Linked DNA regions of Mus musculus: all the other regions are linked to region 3. A link is a contact called in public Micro-C and promoter capture Hi-C data. All regions are on one chromosome and are shown on one strand. The core of a region is the stretch at or near the end of the contact, and the rest is flanking DNA. Distances in the headings are between cores, read along the strand shown. Region 1 holds the start of Apon (apolipoprotein N). Region 2 holds the start of Atp5b (ATP synthase, H+ transporting mitochondrial F1 complex, beta subunit). Region 3 holds the start of Esyt1 (extended synaptotagmin-like protein 1).

Region 1 (3,097 bases), core at 330-2,829, 270 kb after region 3:
GGCCTGGGCTATATAGTAAGGGCAATGGCCACAAAGCAAGACAATCTCAAAATACCAGAACAAATACAGACATGGTGGTGCACACCTTTAATCTCAGCAGGTGGAGGCAAAGGCAGGTGGATCTCTGAGTTCCAAGATAGACAGAGTTACCCAGGCAGACCCTGTCTCAAAAACAAAACAAAACAAAACAACAAACCTTCCTTTCCTTAATATCCCAAAACAATATGAATACAACCAAGGCCCAGAATTCAGCTGGGAAATTAAAAAGCATTAAGCAAGGAATTAAAAAGTATTAAAGAGGGAAATTGCAATACCCATAGCATTTAGAAACTGAAAGACTGAAGTCATATCAAGTGTCTTCACACATTAGGATCAAAGGAAGACAATGTATGAATTTGTAAAATGCAGCCAGCGTCTAGCTACACACCGTGGGCAGCTGCTGTGTGCACACCTACTAAAGGGCTATGAGAAAGTTCATTCCATGCCTAGGAGGCCGTGTCTATCCAAAATAGGTCTGAAAATATTCCCACACAAGGTTCACAAAAATACGCTTTAAAACGACTGCAAGCTGAGCAACGAGGTATACTCGATCTTCAACGGGAATCTTGGCGTCTTTAAGTTCTGGGCTACTCATCAGCCTCCTGGCTACTTCATTCATACTTTCCCAAGACTCCATGGTACAGTGCTGGGTGACATTGACTACAGAGGCCTTGAACTCTCTTACTAGGTCAATAGGAGGGAGCTTGTTCGCCGTCTCCAGCAGCACCTGGGCCATATCGTACAACACCCACCCGGGTTCATAGGTGCACGCCTCAGGCAGGGTAACTGAGCGCCGGACCCTCCTCATATCCCCAGGGGATGGCACCAGATGCCTCAGAATGACTTCATTGTTGCCGATCCCTTCCTCCTGGCTACTCTTTTGACTCTGGAGGACCAGGGTTTCCGCGCTGTCTTTTCCTCCCATTTCACTGATCCGAAGCTGCAGACTGTAGGCCTCGGCAGGGCAGCCAATGTTTTCCAGGACAACTCTCAGGGCTAAGAGGGACAAGAACTCAGACAGAGGAGCAGCGGGGAGCACCGTGTACAAGAGGTCCCGACAGGTAATGGGGGTTGGAGGAGGAATCTTGTTGGGGAGCACATTTGATGTGGGTTCAGTTCTTGTGACGGCTGGCAGGCTGCCATTCTGCGTCTTCCACGGAAAGGCGGTCACCGGGGACAGTAAGATACAGCCAAGAAGCAATGCAGCCTGGATCATGGTGGGTCCACAGGACAGCCCTGTTGTGAAGGAGCAGAGCTCAGGTGAGGAGGGCGCAAATATTCAACAGGAACAGGCACCAAGAATGGTCAGAGTTTGGTAGAGTCCTGGTCATTAGAGACTTCAGTTTCCCTGGACATAAGAGGGGGCCTCTTAGAGGCTGTTACCCTCACCTGTCTGGCAAGCAGCAGAGGAATGAAGTGGTTCTCTGTCTCACTCAGTAGGTCCCTAGTTGGAGCGGCTACCTTCCAGAGGTTAACTTCTTGTAGGTGATGACTGGAAACAAGTATTTACCACCTCTCTTTGGGTAGACTTTATCTGACCAGCTATTGCCCCATCCTGACAGGCAAGGCTCCTCCTTTGTGGCTAGGCGGTCCCTAGACCATAGTCCAGTCTCTGTAGCCTCTAGGCAGTGGAAAGTTTGTTCTCTTTTGAGACTGGGCCTTCTGTAGCCCTAGCTGGCTTGGAATTCAACTAGTTAGCCAAGGATGACCTTGGATTCTGATCCTTCTGCCACTATAACCCCAGTACGGGGATTTATGGGAATCTGCAACCAGGTGCAGTTGCCGTGGTACTGGGAATCAACTCCAAGGATTTATGCATGTTAGGCAAGCACATTACCAACTGGGCTACATTCCCAGTCCATGTGTCATGTTTACTTTAAAGATTTCCCAATCAAAAAATTTGAAAAATAGAACCTACAGCAAATCAAATCAAGTTATTACCAGAGCAGTCTTTTGAGTTTTTACCTTTATTGTTTTTTTTGTTTGTTTGGTAAGGTTTTTGTGGTTGTTGTTTCAAGACAGGCTTTCTCTTTGTAGCCCTGGCTGTCCTAGAACTCAATCTGTAGACCAGGCTGGCCTCAAACTCAGAGATATGCCTGTGTCTGCCTTTTAAGTGCTGGGATTCAAGGCGAATGCCCACAGAGGCCAGATGAGCTGGAGTTACAGCCAGTTGTAAGCCACCTGACATGGTTGCAAGGACTAAAAATTCTACTCCTTTGGAGAGAGTCTTACATGTTCTTAACCACTGAACCATCTCTCCAACCCCTATTTACTTTTTTGTTGAGATAGTCCTGGCTGCCCTGGAGCTAGGTAGACCAGGCTGGCCTTGAACACAAGGCCTCTGCCTCCAAGTGCTGAGATTAAAGGTATGAGCTACCATCACTCTTCTGGCTGCCTTCTAATTTTTTTGGACACTTTATAACCTAAGCTGGCCTAACTTCCTATATAGTCTAAGTATTCTTGCTTTAGTCTCCAGAGTGCTGGGATTATAGGCATGAGCCACCACCATACCTGTTTTGTTTCAAGACACAGTCTCAGACTCGTGGGTAAAAGGGATTTTTTTTGAGATTTTATCAAAGCCTCATGAGGAGCTGAACCAACAGGCATGTACCCTGTGGTCAGCAAGATGAAGCATCTTGTTACTTGTGGATAAGAGGAAGAAGAGGAAGAGGAGGAAGAAGAGGAAGAGGAGGAGGAGAAGGAAGAGGAGGAGGAAGACAACAAAAGTCTCTTTTTTTAAAAATTATATTTATTATCAAGCTGATTTTTTAAATTACATTTATTGGCCCACGCGTAGGGCTATATGACTCTTTCCTCTCCCTCATGGCAATTCTCTTGCCTCTGTCTCCCACACGATGGGATTAGCTCACACTACCAAGCTCAGTTCAGGACATGTCTTTTAATTTTACTCTTAAAAGTTCTTCCGAAGACACAACAGATGGCTGGCTGGCCGCTCTGAGATGAGCAACTGTTAATTGTACACATTTAATATGAAACACAAATCAGGGATGCTTGTCAGCTTGAGAGTGGTGCATCCCAGCTCTCCCTCAACTGTAGA
Region 2 (3,236 bases), core at 464-2,963, 440 kb after region 3:
CAAGTCTAATCTTGTTCAAGTTAAGCTGTCACAGAACATCATCTCTCTGCAATAAAAAATATTGTCTCGCCGGGCGTGGTGGCGCACGCCTTTGATCCCAGCACTTGGGAGGCAGAGGCGGGCAGATTTCTGAGTTCGAGGCCAGCCTGGTCTACAGAGTGAGCTCCAGGACAGCCAGGGCTATACAGAGAAACCCTGTCTCGAAAAACCAAAAAAAAAAAGTCTCAAGAACAAATAATCCTCTTTTTTGATATTTTCCTTTTACTGAACTTAATATAACAAAGTTTCTTTATATAACAATAAGAAAATAAAAACCTGTAAATTTTAGAGAATCCATAATGTAACACAGCTTTAAAAAAAGTAACAGGGGGTTCTATGTAGCAAGTTTTCAACAATCCAAACTTCTGTATCTTCATTTTCAATAACTGAATACAACAGAAATGGAAGTAGTACTGTAGGAAAATGTTGCTTTACTACCAGTTATTACCCCATGTGTACAACTGCAAGAAAAGGTTCCCATGTTCACAAATGCAGTGAGAGAAACTTACTGTTTGGTTTTGATAGGACCTCTCTCATCAATAGGTTCTCCAATGACATTCATGATTCTGCCCAAGGTCTCAGGACCAACAGGAATTTTGATTGGTGCCCCTGAATCCAGTACTTTCTGGCCTCTAACCAAGCCTTCAGTGCCATCCATAGCAATAGTTCTGACCGTGCTCTCCCCTGTCAATCAGCATTAACACGTTATAAGCACCAAAACCTAACAGTATGTAATGAAGGGTGATCAAAAGCAAACAGGCCTCCCCTCTCAGCACCTGAGTGTGGCTTCAGCAAACTCAGAAGAACGAAAGTCATTTGGTAAAGTCATCACAGAATGGAGATGGCACGATCTCGTGTTATTTAAGCCTAACAAGCTCTTTCCCACCTCTAAAACGTCCTACTTACCCAAATGCTGGGCCACCTCCAAAACCAGTCTGCTGTCCCTGCCTTGCACTTCCAGGGCATTTAGGATGGGTGGTAATCCCTCATCGAACTGGACGTCCACCACAGCGCCGATGACTGCCACGATTCGCCCGGTGGCAGTGCCTGCCTTCGGGGCCGCAGACGCCTGCGCCGCATAGTCTCTGGCTAGCAGACAAAAAGGTATTGGAAGGCGTTGGTGTTAGGACAGCTTAAGGTCACCCGAATCCCAGATTTATCCCCCGAGGGAAGGTTAGCTGAGCCCAGACTAAGTCTCCTGCAAGATAGGAGGAGGCATGGAGAAGGGCACGCTGCAATCGGGAACCCACCCGCACTGTTTTCCCGACCTCGTGCACAGAACCGCCATTATTCTCGAGTTTGGTATCCCCCTCAAAACCTCAAGGTCGAGGCAGCTGCCGGCCACTCTAGCCTCACAAAATGGGACGCTGCTGGTTATATCAACGCTCCCACGGGCGACTGTCCTTGCACTCCTCGGCTGGACAGTAGTCCGCTGCCCGGGAATCCTTATGGAGAACGGATCCGATAGGCCCAAGCTCAAGGTCACGGGGAGAAGAACCGAACTAGCTCCTCCAGGAAGGCGCTTACCAGGATGAACCCCGGCGGGAGCAGCTCGCAGTAGAAGCTGCGCCTGTGGCAGAGCCGCCGAAGGGCTGAGTCCCCGCAAGGCCCCGGAGGCCGAGGCCGAGGCCACACGCCCCACAAGACTCAACATGGCGGAATCCGGGTGGAGACTGAGCGCCGAAGCGGTCCTCTCCGCCGGTCCTGCAGCTGGGGCGGGGCAACCTCCGCCGTAGGCACAGTAATTGGGTGATTTTGCTGTTCGTCATCACCACTAACGCTTCTATAGGGTAAAAAAACTCGGAGCTTATCAGCTATTGGTCTAAACTGGTGCCAATCTGAAAATTCTCTTTTTTAATTGGAGGAGCCGCCCTCTAAGCCTCGAAACCTAATTGGCCCATGGGAACGTCAGTAGGAGAGGTTTTTGGCGGAACTACGTTGAAATAAAGGGGCGGGGTTCCGTTGAACCTGTGCACTAGGCCGTCTTTGACTGTCCTTGGACCTTGAGTTAGGTGACAGCCGCTAAGGTTGAGTGGCGGCGTCCTGAAAGTCAGGAACCTTCTGTGGCTCCAAAACGTGGGGTTTCCTCGACAGTAGTGAGGGTGGAAGTTTCCAGGCGGCCCAGCAGGTCCGAAACCTGGAGGCTCTTTATCATATAAATCCGTGCAACGAAAGAAACTAAAGCGACCCATCCTTCGACAGACGTTCTGCATCGAGGAGACAAGGTTATTTATTTATAACACTCGAGGGGTAATTTAGAGTCACCTACTTATGTAAAGAATTGCCCTAAGCAGACGTACTGACAGAACCCTGTAATTCCAGAACTTGACAGGTGAAGGCTCAAGATTCCAGGAGCCAACTGAAGCCCCTTGAGACCCTGTCTCAAACACAAAATGAAAGGTCAGAAGTAATAGACCTTTGCTGTGATATGTGTGTGCAGAAATCCGTAAAGTAAAGTAGAAAGGAAGAATACGCTAAGCGAGCCTTTGCCTGAAACCACATTTCTTCGGTTTGGTTGTAGATAAGGCAAAAAAAAAAAAAAAAAAAAAAAAAACGAAATCCGACCCTATAGGGAGATGATGCCAGGTCTCAAAGGACTTTTGAATGAAAGTGGAGGCTGGCCAGAAGTGTGTGTTGCTCTAGGATGGAAAGTCACAGAATCAATGATATCCTTGCCAGCAACAATGGGGATGGGGTGGAGCTCTAACAGGGAAGCCCTTGGTCTTCCTATGAGGATACACAAAGTTGTAGTATTGCACCTTTTTACTTCCTAGCATCCTCCAGTACTTCCCATTTTTCTGCATGATGATGAAAAAAGTTCTCAGTCTGACAGTGGAGAGCTGGCAAAGGCTGTAGCGGGGAACAAAGGAACGCACCCATATCCTCCTCAGCAATTACATGCATGTGTTATTGAAACAGTCTTGCTGTGGTTCAGGCATGCCTTGGACTCAGCCTCCCCATTCTTAAGATAACATCTAATAACCTTGCTAAGTAAGGAAGAGCCCAATGCAGGACAAGATGTTGCACTTCTGTGACACCAGCACTAGAGAGGGGGAGGCAGGAGTTTAAAATCATCCTGGGCTACACAATGAGTTGGAGGCCAGCCTACTGGATAACACTGCGTGGCAATAAGTAAAAAAAAAAATCATAAAATTCAGACAGAAAAGAACCAAAAAGAATGTCAGCATATGATTAGC
Region 3 (3,414 bases), core at 420-2,919:
ATGAATTTAGGTCGTCATGCTTGGGCTATATAAACAGAGCTGTCTTCCTAGCCTGTTCCTTCCTCCTCCCCTCCTTTCTGTATCCCCCAACCCCTGCCTCCTTTTGTTTTGTTTTATTTTGTTTCTGCTATTTATCTCAGGCTGCCTTAGCCTCCAAAATGCTGGGATTACAGCTATGTACCATCCCGTCTGTCAGAATTCTTCATTTTAGTGTCCTAGATGTTCCCAAGGGTGCTGGCTAGTTTTATATCAACTTGACATAGTCTAGGGTCGTCTGAGAGGAAGGAACGTTGATTGAGACGAAGCCTCCATAAGATCTGTAGGCAAACCTCTATGTAGAACATTTCCTTAATTGATAGGGAAGGGCCCAGCCCATGGTTGGCGGGGGCCATCCCTGGGCTGCTGGTCCTAGGTTCTATAAGAAAGCCGGGGGCTGGTGAGATGGCTCAGTGGGTAAGAGCACCCGACTGCTCTTCCGAAGGTCCGGAGTTCAAATCCCAGCAACCACATGGTGGCTCACAACCATCCGTAACAAGATCTGACTCCCTCTTCTGGGGTGTCTGAAGACAGCTACAGTGTACTTACATATAATAAATAAATCTTAAAGAAAGAAAGAAAGAAAGAAAGAAAGAAAGAAAGCCGGTTTAGCAAGCCAGTGAGCAGCACCCCGTCCCCCGCCCCCCATGGCCTCTGCATCAGCTCTTGCCTCCAGGTTCCAGCCCGGTTTCAGTTCCTGCCTGGACTCCCTTCAATGATGGACTATGATATGGAAGTGTAAGTCAAACAGACCTTTTCCTCCCCGACCTGATTTTGGTCAGCATCAGGAAACTATTGCAAAATGTAATAATTACTGCTGCCGTTGAACACCGCCCCTCCCTGACTATAATCTTAATCGGCCCTCTATGATAGAGATGACTAACTCTGGATTCTAAAAAGAAACAAAATCTCACTTATCTACCGATCTCCTCCCCTCACCCCACTTCTTCAAGACTGGAGTATTAGAACTCTAATGTTCATCACGCCCCAGCTGTCGCTGACTTGTTCCTTTTCACGGACAAGATAGGGGGACTGAGGACAGCACAGACAGGGCCGCTAGACAGGGTCGGTCATCCTAGACTTTCGTTCTAAATCGGTCTAATTTCCCTAACGTTTCGCAAGGGCAGCCAGTAAAAACTCAAAGAATATTCTTAGAGGCAAAAACGAACGTTCTCTGAGTATCAAACGCTGGGAAAGTTGACAAAGAATATTTAAGATTCAGACCAAACCCTGCCAAACCATTTGAACGTGTGGAGAGATACACCCTCAACTCTAGCTCACTCTGAACTCAGTAATTAGAGTAGCGGCTCTGCATGACGTAACTCCACAGGCGCTCCAATCCCACGTGGGAGGAGCAGCTGCTCCCGCCTCTTAAGTGGGACGCTACGCCCCGTTCTCTCCGTGACCAGTCAAATACTGTCTTTTGGTTTCTTTCCCCCCCTTTTCCCGCCATCCAACCCTCCCATCTTGACCCTCTGGTCCAATCACGGAGGCCCTGCCATCCCAAGTCCTCTCTAGCTTCCCAAGTCTACGCGGCGCTGCCCCAACAGGCAGGGGCGGGGCGGGGCTTGAGGTCCCGGGGGGAGCACCATATATTACTGGGGGGGAGCTGGACCAGACACTGAGCTGCCTGCAGCTGCTCGGGCGGGCACTCCCAGAAGCTGCCCCATGGAGCACTCCCCTGAAGAGGGCGCCAGCCCCGAGCCGTCAGGGCAGCCCCCTGCCACGGACTCCACGCGGGACGGGGGCTCCGGGGTCCCACCTGCCGGCCCAGGTGCGGCGAGCGAGGCCCTGGCGGTGCTGACTTCCTTCGGGCGCCGCTTGTTGGTGCTGGTGCCGGTGTACCTGGCAGGGGCAGCGGGTCTTAGCGTAGGTTTCGTGCTTTTCGGCCTCGCCCTGTACTTGGGCTGGCGCCGGGTCCGCGATGGGAAAGAACGGAGCCTGAGGGCAGCGAGGCAGCTGCTGGATGACGAGGAGCGGATCACCGCAGAGACGCTTTATATGAGCCACCGGGAACTACCTGCCTGGGTGAGTTACCACTTCAGCCCTTGGTGCAGTATAGCTCTTCCTAGCCCCTCAACTTGGGGCTCTCCCACCCTACAAAGTCAGCTCCCCCACCTAGGACAGCGGGCCCCCAGACTTTGCATCGTCCCGTTAGCGCTTGTGTGCTGGGACGCACCACTCCTGGACGCGGCCACCCACTCTCCCCGCCCACCCTTGCCGCAGAGCGGATCCTTCCACGGAATCGGGACTTCTTCCTCCGTCTCCTCGGACTACAGCAGTACATCTGAGCTGCCGCTCCCAGCCAAGCGTGTAGAATGCTCGCTCCTCCTGACTTCTGGTGCCACTCGCGCCTTTGCCGCGCTGCCTCTGGGGATCCCTCCACCCCCCACCCCGCGATGGCTCAGAGGTTCCCCCGCCTTTGCTAGCGCTTTCAAGGCTTTTTATCTACTTCAGGGCATTAGGGTTTTCCGTTTCCTGCCTTGTCTCTAGGTACCCGCTGAGACCCAGCCCTGCAAGCATTGTTCCGCTGAGTCCCAGCACCTGGAAATGACCTATCGCGGTCGCCTTCCAGCCTCAAGCCAGCCGGGCTGCTGGGCTAAGGGAGGAGGAGGTTCTGGGAAGAGGGTAGTGCGGCAGCTGTAGTTCCCGCTGCTCCTTTTTACTCGTACCCAGGGCGGCCCCACCCTTTTCCGGACTGTGAGCAGCCTTCGCTCGCTCGTTTGCTCAGCCGACCCAGGCCCTCATTACTATACCCTGTCTCCTGGGCTGAAAAGATGCCTCCCTCTGACCTTGCTAAGCTGAGCGGGTTACCAACCCCTTTGGGGTACCCTCCCTACTCTTCTCACTTAGAGGTGACAGGTAGAGAGAGGCAGACACCAGTCACACTTGCCATTCCCTGGAGAGAAAAGAAGAAGAAACGGTTTCATGTGCCCTAAGTAGCAACTGTTATTGCTACTCTTTATCCTTGGAATTAACCCAACACCTCCCTACCTCCGTGTACAGCACAGGTGTCCTTTCCCACTCAGGAAGAAAGAGAAAGGAGCTAGGGAGGAAAGGAATGAGGGAGAGAGTGCGGAGGCTTGCGCAGGCACTAGCGCACCAGCGCACCAGGCCTAAGACTTCCTGCCAGTCTCTAGGTTATCAGGGTTTGGTTTCTTCTTCACCTTCTTATACTGGAGCCCACGCCCGGTCCCAGGGGAGCAGGGAAGGCTGGACAAAGGAACTAGGACTTCTTCATCCCAGGATTCCCCGGAGTTCTGATTTGACAGGATCTCCTCCTGAAAGAATGTACCCTTCTCTTCAAGACTCCTCCCCCTCCCCCTCCTTGGCCCCAGAAGCTGCCATTTCGCATCTCTGAGCTAGCTGAAGCATCTC

Evidence for each region. Hi-C and Micro-C count contacts between places; a contact is called where the count stands out from the background. Capture Hi-C pulls out chosen DNA fragments and counts their contacts.
Region 1: a Micro-C map of brown adipocytes shows a contact between it and region 3, with 5 times the contacts expected there. The contact joins the promoter of Apon here to the promoter of Esyt1 in region 3. A contact is called at or near these places in 9 of 39 promoter capture datasets (the 3T3-L1 cell line, cranial neural crest, frontonasal cranial neural crest and 6 more), 1 of 484 Hi-C or Micro-C datasets (brown adipocytes), 2 of 115 datasets of contacts at active chromatin or transcription factors (bone marrow-derived macrophages and pancreatic cancer cells) and 3 of 9 other capture datasets (adipose tissue, embryonic stem cells and liver).
Region 2: a contact with region 3 is called in a promoter capture Hi-C map of adipose tissue, with 2.7 times the contacts expected there. The contact joins the promoter of Atp5b here to the promoter of Esyt1 in region 3. A contact is called at or near these places in 3 of 484 Hi-C or Micro-C datasets (B cells, embryonic stem cells and pro-B cells), 7 of 115 datasets of contacts at active chromatin or transcription factors (the SCID.adh cell line, cardiomyocytes, embryonic stem cells and 4 more) and 2 of 9 other capture datasets (adipose tissue and liver).

Annotation. Positions count from the first base shown.
Region 1 is chr10:128,252,613-128,255,709 of GRCm38.p6, reverse strand. Apon (apolipoprotein N) reads right to left here and starts at 1,579. Exons shown (of 2, transcript NM_133996.3): 1 at 1,429-1,579; 2 at 1-1,275. The coding sequence starts at 1,255. The coding sequence ends at 500. It overlaps Timeless (timeless circadian clock 1), which reads right to left. Exons shown (of 29, transcript NM_001164081.1): 29 at 2,769-3,097.
Region 2 is chr10:128,081,784-128,085,019 of GRCm38.p6, reverse strand. Atp5b (ATP synthase, H+ transporting mitochondrial F1 complex, beta subunit) reads right to left here and starts at 1,713. Exons shown (of 10, transcript NM_016774.3): 1 at 1,567-1,713; 2 at 946-1,128; 3 at 549-723. The coding sequence starts at 1,693. It overlaps Snord59a (a small nucleolar RNA gene), which reads right to left and starts at 878; the gene lies at 804-878.
Region 3 is chr10:128,524,114-128,527,527 of GRCm38.p6, reverse strand. It overlaps Esyt1 (extended synaptotagmin-like protein 1), which reads left to right and starts at 1,669. Exons shown (of 31, transcript NM_011843.2): 1 at 1,669-2,064. The coding sequence starts at 1,705.